Regions from separate parts of the Sus scrofa genome. Here region 2 is linked to region 1. A link is a contact called in public promoter capture Hi-C data. All regions are on one chromosome and are shown on one strand. Each heading gives the region's core, a stretch centred on a gene start, on an enhancer-like site or on the middle of the called end of the contact. The rest is flanking DNA. Distances are from core to core; before and after follow the strand shown.

What was found. Promoter capture Hi-C pulls out the DNA fragments that hold promoters and counts their contacts.
Region 2: a promoter capture Hi-C map of fetal liver shows a contact between it and region 1, with 4 times the contacts expected there. The contact joins the enhancer-like site here to the promoter of NUFIP1 in region 1. A contact is called at or near these places in 4 of 5 promoter capture datasets (fetal liver, fetal skeletal muscle, liver and 1 more), 3 of 47 Hi-C or Micro-C datasets (liver, mesenchymal stem cells and subcutaneous adipose tissue) and 2 of 2 datasets of contacts at active chromatin or transcription factors (alveolar macrophages and skeletal muscle).

The regions. Positions count from the first base shown.
Region 1 is chr11:22,265,518-22,269,662 of Sscrofa11.1, reverse strand. NUFIP1 (nuclear fragile X mental retardation-interacting protein 1) reads right to left here and starts at 2,216. Exons shown (of 10, transcript XM_001927425.5): 1 at 1,741-2,216. The coding sequence starts at 2,149. GPALPP1 (GPALPP motifs-containing protein 1) reads left to right here and starts at 2,265. Exons shown (of 9, transcript XM_021065611.1): 1 at 2,265-2,441. The coding sequence starts at 2,354.
Region 2 is chr11:22,590,049-22,594,193 of Sscrofa11.1, reverse strand. The region is part of intron 1 of TSC22D1 (TSC22 domain family protein 1); the gene reads right to left. Among named protein-coding and RNA genes, the nearest start is that of TSC22D1, 73 kb to the right of the region's middle. Within about 2 kb of position 1,708, at least 5 of the 83 cell types and tissues checked have an H3K27ac peak or open chromatin away from gene starts, as enhancers often do. A contact at or near this core is called in fetal liver, where this site is marked.

The sequences.
Region 1 (4,145 bases), core at 967-3,466:
CATCTCCCATTACACATCTTCCAAAAGTTTTCCCCAACTTCCTCCATACTCTGAAATCTCCTTTTATTTGCTTCTATCACCAGCCACACTGAGTTGTGATTTACATTTATTAACCCATCTCACTTCACTTGGGAGTCTTAGGCACATTCATATCTCCAGCATTTGGCACACAGTAAACACTGATTTGGATTCAATTTAATGTGAAGTGAATGGATCTATGTGAACAATCTCATGGCTTTAAGTATGATCTACATGTTGATGTCACCCCAATTTACAGCTCTAGACTTGACCCTCCCCTGAAAGTACAAACTAATAGCTAACAGTCAGTTCAGTATCTCTTCTTGACACAAATCATATTCCAAAGTCAAGCCCTGTTTCCTTTTCAAATCTACTCCATCCACATCCTTCCACTTGTTTGGCAAAAACCTTTAAGTTATTCTTGTCTCCTCTTTAAATCAGTCACATCCCACATCCATTGCTTCGGCAAATCAAGTTGGCCCTTGCTACCTTCAAAATGCAGCTAGGGATTCCCCGGTGGCTCAGCAGGTTAAGGATCAGGCATTGTCACTACTGTAGCAGGGGTATAATCCCTGGCCTAGAACTTCCATATGCCACCAGCATAGTCAAAGAAAAAAAAAAAAAATACACACACACACACACACACACACACTACTTCTCATCATCTCTGGAGCTCTGCCGTGGTCCAAGTCGCCAATGTCTCTCACTTGGTTAACTGCAGTAACTCTAACTCAACTTCTTTTCAGTCGATTCCAACAGGTAGCCATATAAATCCTTTTAAAACATAACTCAAATCACGCCATTCCCCTGCACTCAGTATATCACAACAGTAAAAGTCAAAGTACCATGATCTACAAGGCTCTCTTCCCCCACACAGCTCTACCCCAGGCTCAGTCCTCTCTAGCCACAATGGCTACCATTCTGACTGATAAGCTCCTGCCTGAAGGCCTTTGCACTTGCGGGTCCCTCTGCCTGCACCCCTATCCGCCAGACATATGCATTCCTCCAATCCCTCACCTCCCTGACACCGACTGACACTGACATTTAAAACTGCACTGCCTGTCGCTCTTTTTTGCTTTCTCCATAGCACTCACCACTTTTTTTTTTTTTTTTTTTTTTGTCTTTTGTCTTTTTGTCTTTTTGTTGTTGTTGTTGTTGCTATTTCTTGGGCCGCTCCCGCGGCATATGGAGATTCCCAGGCTAGGGGTCGAATCGGAGCTGTAGCCACCGGCCTACGCCAGAACCACAGCAACGCAGGATCCGAGCCGCGTCTGCAACCTACACCACAGCTCACGGCAACGCCGGATCGTTAACCCACTGAGCAAGGGCAGGGACCGAACCCGCAACCTCATGGTTCCTAGTCGGATTCGTTAACCACTGCGCCACGACGGGAACTCCAGCACTCACCACTTTCTAACACACACTGTTTGTTTTGTTTATTGTCTGTCTTCCTACAACAGATGTTAAACTCCTTAAAGGATTTTGGTATGTTTTGTTCACTGCTATAGTAGCGCTTCCTGGTTCATAGTTGGAACTCGATAAATAGTTGCTAAACTGAAGGAACAGGCGGGGAAAAGATAACTGTGGAACAAATCGTGAGACATTAATGACCAGACTCCAAGAGTGCAAGGCAGTACCAAAAGGTGACAGAGGAACGAGGGTCAGATAGGAGAGAGAAGACAGGGAGGATAAAGGTAAGGGGTACGGAGAGGAGAAACGTACCTGGAGTGTTGTGGGAGTTCTGATACTGAGGAAAAATACCAGGAGACTGCGTCCAGTACCATGAAGTCGAAGCCTGGTAATTCCAGTAGGGCTGGCCATCGAATTGAGGCTGAGACTCAAGGGCGGACTGGGCGTGGAAGGGGGGCTGCGCCCCAGGAAGAATCTGAGCGTCGAAAGGGGGAGGCGCCTCAGGAAGAGCCTGGGCCTCCGCCGGGGGCTGCGCCTCCGAGGAAGGCTTGGATTCTGCTGCGGGAAGCGAGGAAGGGGGTGGGGGAGGCGGCAGCATCGCCCAGTACATCCAGTTTTCCGAGGCCGAGGCTTGGTCGCTCAGAGGCCCCAACGTGGGAGTCAGCTCTGGAGCTGGAAACCACCCGGTGGGAGTCACAAAACCACTTGCCGGTTCAGCCATGCCACCCGCCAGGTAGGGAACCCAGCGTGGAGTAAAGCCTTAGGCACCACTTCCGTTAGATAAGGCTCAGCCAATCACAGGCTGAAGCGTCATTGGTCGGCGCCGGAAAAAGCTTCTCTCCTTTACGGCGAATCGCAGGCTCCGGGTTTGAGATTGACTTGACATAGACACGCTTAGTGTGAGGGACCAGGGCCGCCACCGCGGATGGCGAGAGATCTGATTGGGCCGGCGCTACCGCCCGGCTTCAAGGCCAGCGGTTCAGCGGAGGACGAGGAGCGGGACCTCAGCCCGGGTAAGCGGCGGCGTGTCCCCTGCCCGCCAGGCCCGACCCCGGCTCTGGGAGTACAAGTCCGAGGCCTGGGAGCCTGAGGGAGGAGTGGCGAGTGGGCGAGGCCCGACCCGAGCTAACTTTCCTTCCCAGGCTGTGGCGGTGGCGAGGCGGCCGTGGGGCCGCAGAAACGAGCTTTGGTCCGGTTATCATCATGGTGATGGTGTATCCCAATTTAGCGCTTAAAGGGCTGGACACTGTACTGAAGGGCCGATACATATTAAGTCATATAGTCCTCTTGGTTACTGTATAAGGTAAAGATTATTATTACACGATGCAATTGAGGACACTGAGGCCCAGGCTGTTGCCCAGACCTCGCAACTAGCAAGTAGTGGTGCCCGGATTAGAATGAAGCCCATGCTTCTGGCCTCTCATCTTGCCTCCTGACGTACAACTAATGCCTTTGGCTCTTGCAGAAGATGCTTTGCTCTCTAACCCCGGACCTGCTTTCCTAGCCTTTCATCCTGTCATTGCATCTAACACACAGAGCCCAAAGCTCAAACCAACGCGAGTTTCTGCGCAGTTCTTCAATTCTCTTGGCTCCCTGGAGCCTTGCCCTGCACTTCTTGACATACCTGACAAACTCCTACCCCATCCTTCAAGGTCTAACTTCAGTATCACCTCAGTGAAATGTTTCCAAACTCTTCTCGCATTGTCACCCCCTCTTTACCCAGGGGGTTTACTCCTGCTTAATTACATCACATTTTAACATACTGTTTTTTCATAACTTGCCGACATATCTGTTTCCACCATTGTACTCGGTTTTCTAGCCTTAAGGACTAATAGGCACCCCCATATTTGTCAAATAAATGCTTCTGACTCCTCCATGATGAGTATCTGTCCTTTCATGTTCTAATTGGTAGGCTGGGACTAGCTAAAGTTGGAAAAAAGTAAAGCTGAAAGAATAACCTTCCCATTCCTGAATCTATTTGCATTCTTTGACTATCTAGAAACCATGTTTCCACTTAGAGGTTTCTTTCCAGGTCTCATTTCTGCTATAGCCATTAAAAAGTCAAGCCTTTATTTTAGCAAGGAAGGTTCCATTCAACTAAGGTTGAAGGAAAGTGAGGTTAACCCAATGTTTTAGTCAGGTTCCTACACTTATGTTGGTTTTGGTTCACTGTATTCCCTGATTTTATTTTATTTTTTATTTATTTTTTTGGTCTTTTTGCCTTTTCTAGGGCAGCTCCCAAGGCATATGAAGGTTCCCAGGCTAGGGGTCTAATCGGAGCTGTTGCCACCAGCCTAGGCCAGAGCCACAGCAATGCCAGTTCTGAGCCGCGTCTGTAACCTACACCACAGCTCCTGGCAACGCTGGATCCTTAACCCACTGAGTGAGGCCAGGAATCAAACCCGCAACCTCTTGCTTCCTAGTCAGACTCATTAACCACTGCGCCACGACGGGAACTCCGTATTCCCTGATTTTAAACTAAGGCAGGATTTGCAGGTAAGCAGCCACCATGTGCCAGATAGCTACTTCTGTTATGATTTCCTTCTATCATTCTACCAGCCTTTACTTCAGGTACTCTTTCTGTCTACTCCTTCCCATTTGTTTCTTTTGTGTGGTCATTCTTACCCTTACTGTCAGCAGTTAACATTGTGTCTCTATTCCCCGCTACCTTGTCTCTCCAACCTGCTTGGCACACAAATGGACCTTGGTAGATATTT
Region 2 (4,145 bases), core at 459-2,958, 330 kb before region 1:
TTTATTTAGGACAGAAATGGAAAAAGTCTGCCCCTCCAAGCCTGGCTCTGAAAGCACAGCTGAATAATGGGAACAATTTATTTCAAAAATGATAACAAATGGAAGGCACAGTATGCATTTCACAAAAATGTAACTATCCAACTGTCATTTGACAGTCTCCAAGAACAAAAATACTTCTGAGAAATATCATTAAATAAGAAAACCTGGATAAGTAACATAAGACTCATAGGGTATGTGGATTTCATTTTTTAAAATTGAAGGGATTAGAAGTGTACACGATCCAAAAGGTATCAATGGCACATTTCTTTTCAGACTTGAGACATTTTACAATTCATCTGTAAAAAAAAATCATTTTTTTACATCACACTAGAAATCAGAGACATGTATAAGACAATATAGAAAAAAATCTTAAAGAACTTGGATTGGAAAAGGATTTCTTTAAATCAATGGCATATTAAAAACTCTCTTTTGGAATTCTCTTGTTGAACAGAGGGTTAAGGATCTGGCATTGTCACTGCAGTGGGTCCAGTCACTACAGCAGTCGGGGTTTGATGCCTAGCCTAGAACGCCTGGTGGGTGCAACCACAACAATAACAACAACAAAACCTCTTTTTAATTGAGACGCCATAAAAGTAAACAATCTTAAAGTACTTCACTTCAATACAACAGTAACTTAGCATCCAGTAATTATTATTTTATTGTGTTCTGGTGTTTTTTAGGACAGTAGGGTGATGCTATTGATTTCTTGGGATCTAAGGATGGTTGAGAAATTTATTCTAACATATAAAAATATCAGCTGAGCATTTGCTGCTATATAAAAATTATGGCAGGTACTTGGGACATAAAGACTGTAGCGAGAGAAACAGACATTGATCAAATAACTATAATACAGTGGAGTAAATTCCAGCACAGATGAAAGATGCTAAGGCAGGAGTTATCCCAGGACTGGCTGGTTCCATAAGATAAGAGAGAAGCAGTAGCGTTTAGGATGATTGGGGGTTTGGCTCGGAGACAGGGTATATCTTGGTAGTGTTAACTGGCAGAAGACAGGAGCAGCAGACTGTTTGAAAGGGGTGATAAGTGAGAAGCCCAGCTTGATGGGACATGCAAGGAGTGTATGCACAGGGACCTTGAGGTCACTCAAGGACAGCTCCAGAACTTCTACAGAGCAGAAGTGCAGGGACAAAAAAGGTTAGAGACATGTTTTCAAGTTGAGTTTCCATACCAAACCTACTGCTTCTACATGTCTTTGTGTTTGGGGGTTGTTCATTTTATAGAGATTGCATGTTTGCTCAGGGGAGCTTTAGTGTATTGAGAGGTGATGGAAGTTATGAGGGGCTAAAGCTCATGCCCCCTCCCTTCTACCCCCACCCCCCACTCCCAAGGGTTGACCTAGGATCCCGCAGATAAAACTCAAGAGGAAGCAGCCAATCATCATTGATGGCGGGGTCCCTGCAGTGCAAAAAAAAAAAAAAAAAAAAAAAAAAAACCTGCAGAGTAAAAAGCAGACAGAAACTAAGGAAACACTAACAGACAAGAGGGCTGGGAAGAAGAAAAAAAACAAAAATAAAACGATAAAGGAGACTAAACGGGGAAGGTCAAGACAGACAGAGAACTAGGCAAGCTTGATGCCCCGAAGCTGAGGGAGGAGAAAGTCAGCAAGGCTGCCAAAGACCCGTGATCAAAGGAGAGAAGACGGATAAGTGTTCCTGGGACTTGAGACTGGACAGTTAGGAAGTCAGTGGTCGAGAAGACTTCCAAAAGCTTGGGTTGCAGGGGGGCTAAGGAAGAGTCACCCCACAGCCCCAGGGATGAATGGGGGTGAGGAAGGAGGGTCTGGGGTGGGGCCGGGACCTGTTGTCCACCCAAGGTGCCCGTAAAGAGGAAAAGATTAGAGACACCAAGAGGTGATATATCCTGATGAGGCAAAGACCCAGAGGGCCTCAGAGGGAATTAGCTCTTTATAATTATACACAGAGAGTTAAATGAGCGTGTGGTAAAAACACTGGTTTCAGTTGGTATTGTTGCTATTTGTTCTTGTATGTACAGAGTGTGTACAGTGCTCAGAACAATATTCAGTGTTAATCAGTTACCACCACACACAACCCTTGCCCCAGGAAGGCTGATAGATAACATGTAATCAGTAAATATTTCCATCAATCCATGAGTGAATGTTATCTTTTATGTCCTCCTAGAATACCCAAAGGGCCACAAGTATCAAAATAATTTTTAAAATGATAACAAGAGTGTTGGGCAGGGGAGATAAGCTGGGTCTGGTGTAAAAGGTATTTCTCTCTGAAATCCTAAAAACCATTTTCTATATAATTTACTTAACAATAATACACAAACATTACTCCATCATTCAAATTAAAAACAAACAAACAAACAAACAAAAAACCCTTTATACAGGAGTTCCCGTCATGGCACAGCAGAAAAGAATCTGACTAGGAACCATGAGGTTGCAGGTTCGATCCCTGGCCTTGCTCAGTGGATTAAGGATCAGGCGTTGCCGCGAGTTGTGGTGTGGGTTGCAGATGTGGCTCAGATCCTACGTTGCTGTGGCTGTGGCGTAGGCTGGCAGCTGTAACTCTGATTCGACCCCTAGCCTGGGAAGCTCCATATAGATGCAGCAAGTGGAGGCCCTAAAACACAAAAAATAAAAAAATAAAAAATGAATAAAACCTTTATACATTTAGATCCTATCTCTCAATTATACTGCTTGAAGATGTCACAATTTCTTTATATCCTCTCAAACTCCAGGGCTTTCAAACATAAAGATGCTTAATATCTTACTTGAGTATGAGTAACACAAAGCAAAACTACAGAAATATGTGCATGTGAGTAAACTCGTCCAATGTTGTTACTGGAAGGGAGAATTAATTTTTATGTTCTGTTAGTCACAAAATGCCATGAACAATGGCTCTATTCATAAGTTATATCACTAATCCTCAAAACACCCCATTTATCAGATGAAGAACCTGAGCTTTAGAGAGGTTAAATCGTTCACGGCAAATTACACTGCTAGTGACTGACAGGTCCAGGACGGGAGACCCAAAAGGCCTTGTACTTTCTACCATATCATTCCTCCTCTATTCTAAATGATCTCAGAAATAAACAGTAAACATTGTGAGCATTATATACTTAAGCTACAAATGTTACTTAACAGGTACTAGTTACTAAGATAAAAATATATTTATTGGAACATTCACTTTGAATACACAAAGAGATAGAAATATTAATGACAATGATAAACTAACATTTATTGAGTTTATTATTATGTGCCAGAAGCTATGCTAAGTGCTTTAGAAGGAATATTTTATCTCTGCTTTATAATAATCCCAAGAGGTAGGTACTATTATTGTCATTCTCATTTACAAACGAGAAAACCGAGGCTCAGAAAAGTTAAGGTTAATGGTCTCAGGACCATTAACAAGTGGAACAAGCAGTAAAGCGAACAGCATTATAGGAATCCATCTTTGCAATGTCCTTTCCATTAACGAATGAAATTCTAAGAAAATTACTATATTATTCAACCTAGGTTTTCCTCTAAATCACAGATACACTCAATACTGTGCCATGCACTTTTGGACATTCATATTCAATTCATTAAATAACAAGCAACATACAGAAACATAATTTCCCATGGACAGTCTTTCAACTACAAATGGGGCACTCATTTAAACCCAATTTTAATCCGTCTTTTTATAGCCGTGATCGATCAATCAGCAAGATTTAAAACAGGGATGCTATACAGAAAGCCTGCATAATCAGCTAGCTTTATTTTTAAAACCCTTAACTGTCAAAGAATAGTATAGGAACTCTGCCACTGGTACTCTGACGAGAATTATGAAGCAAGATCTCCAAAAACTGGTCAACTCTAAACATAGATATGGTATCATATGACTATCCCACAACACCCAGATTTTACAGAGTGGTCAACTAGGTGAGAATATACCCACAATAATATGCAGGACTTAACAGGGGCTGGGAAAAATCCAAGTACACACAAAGAAGTGGTTATTCTTACTCAACAGTAGGTGGCGCCAACACATCATATCTATTTAAAAAAAAAAAAAACCAGAACAGCTGTCCATTCCCTTCTAGGACAGCATTTTTATAACATAACCCGGGCTATCTTAAATTAA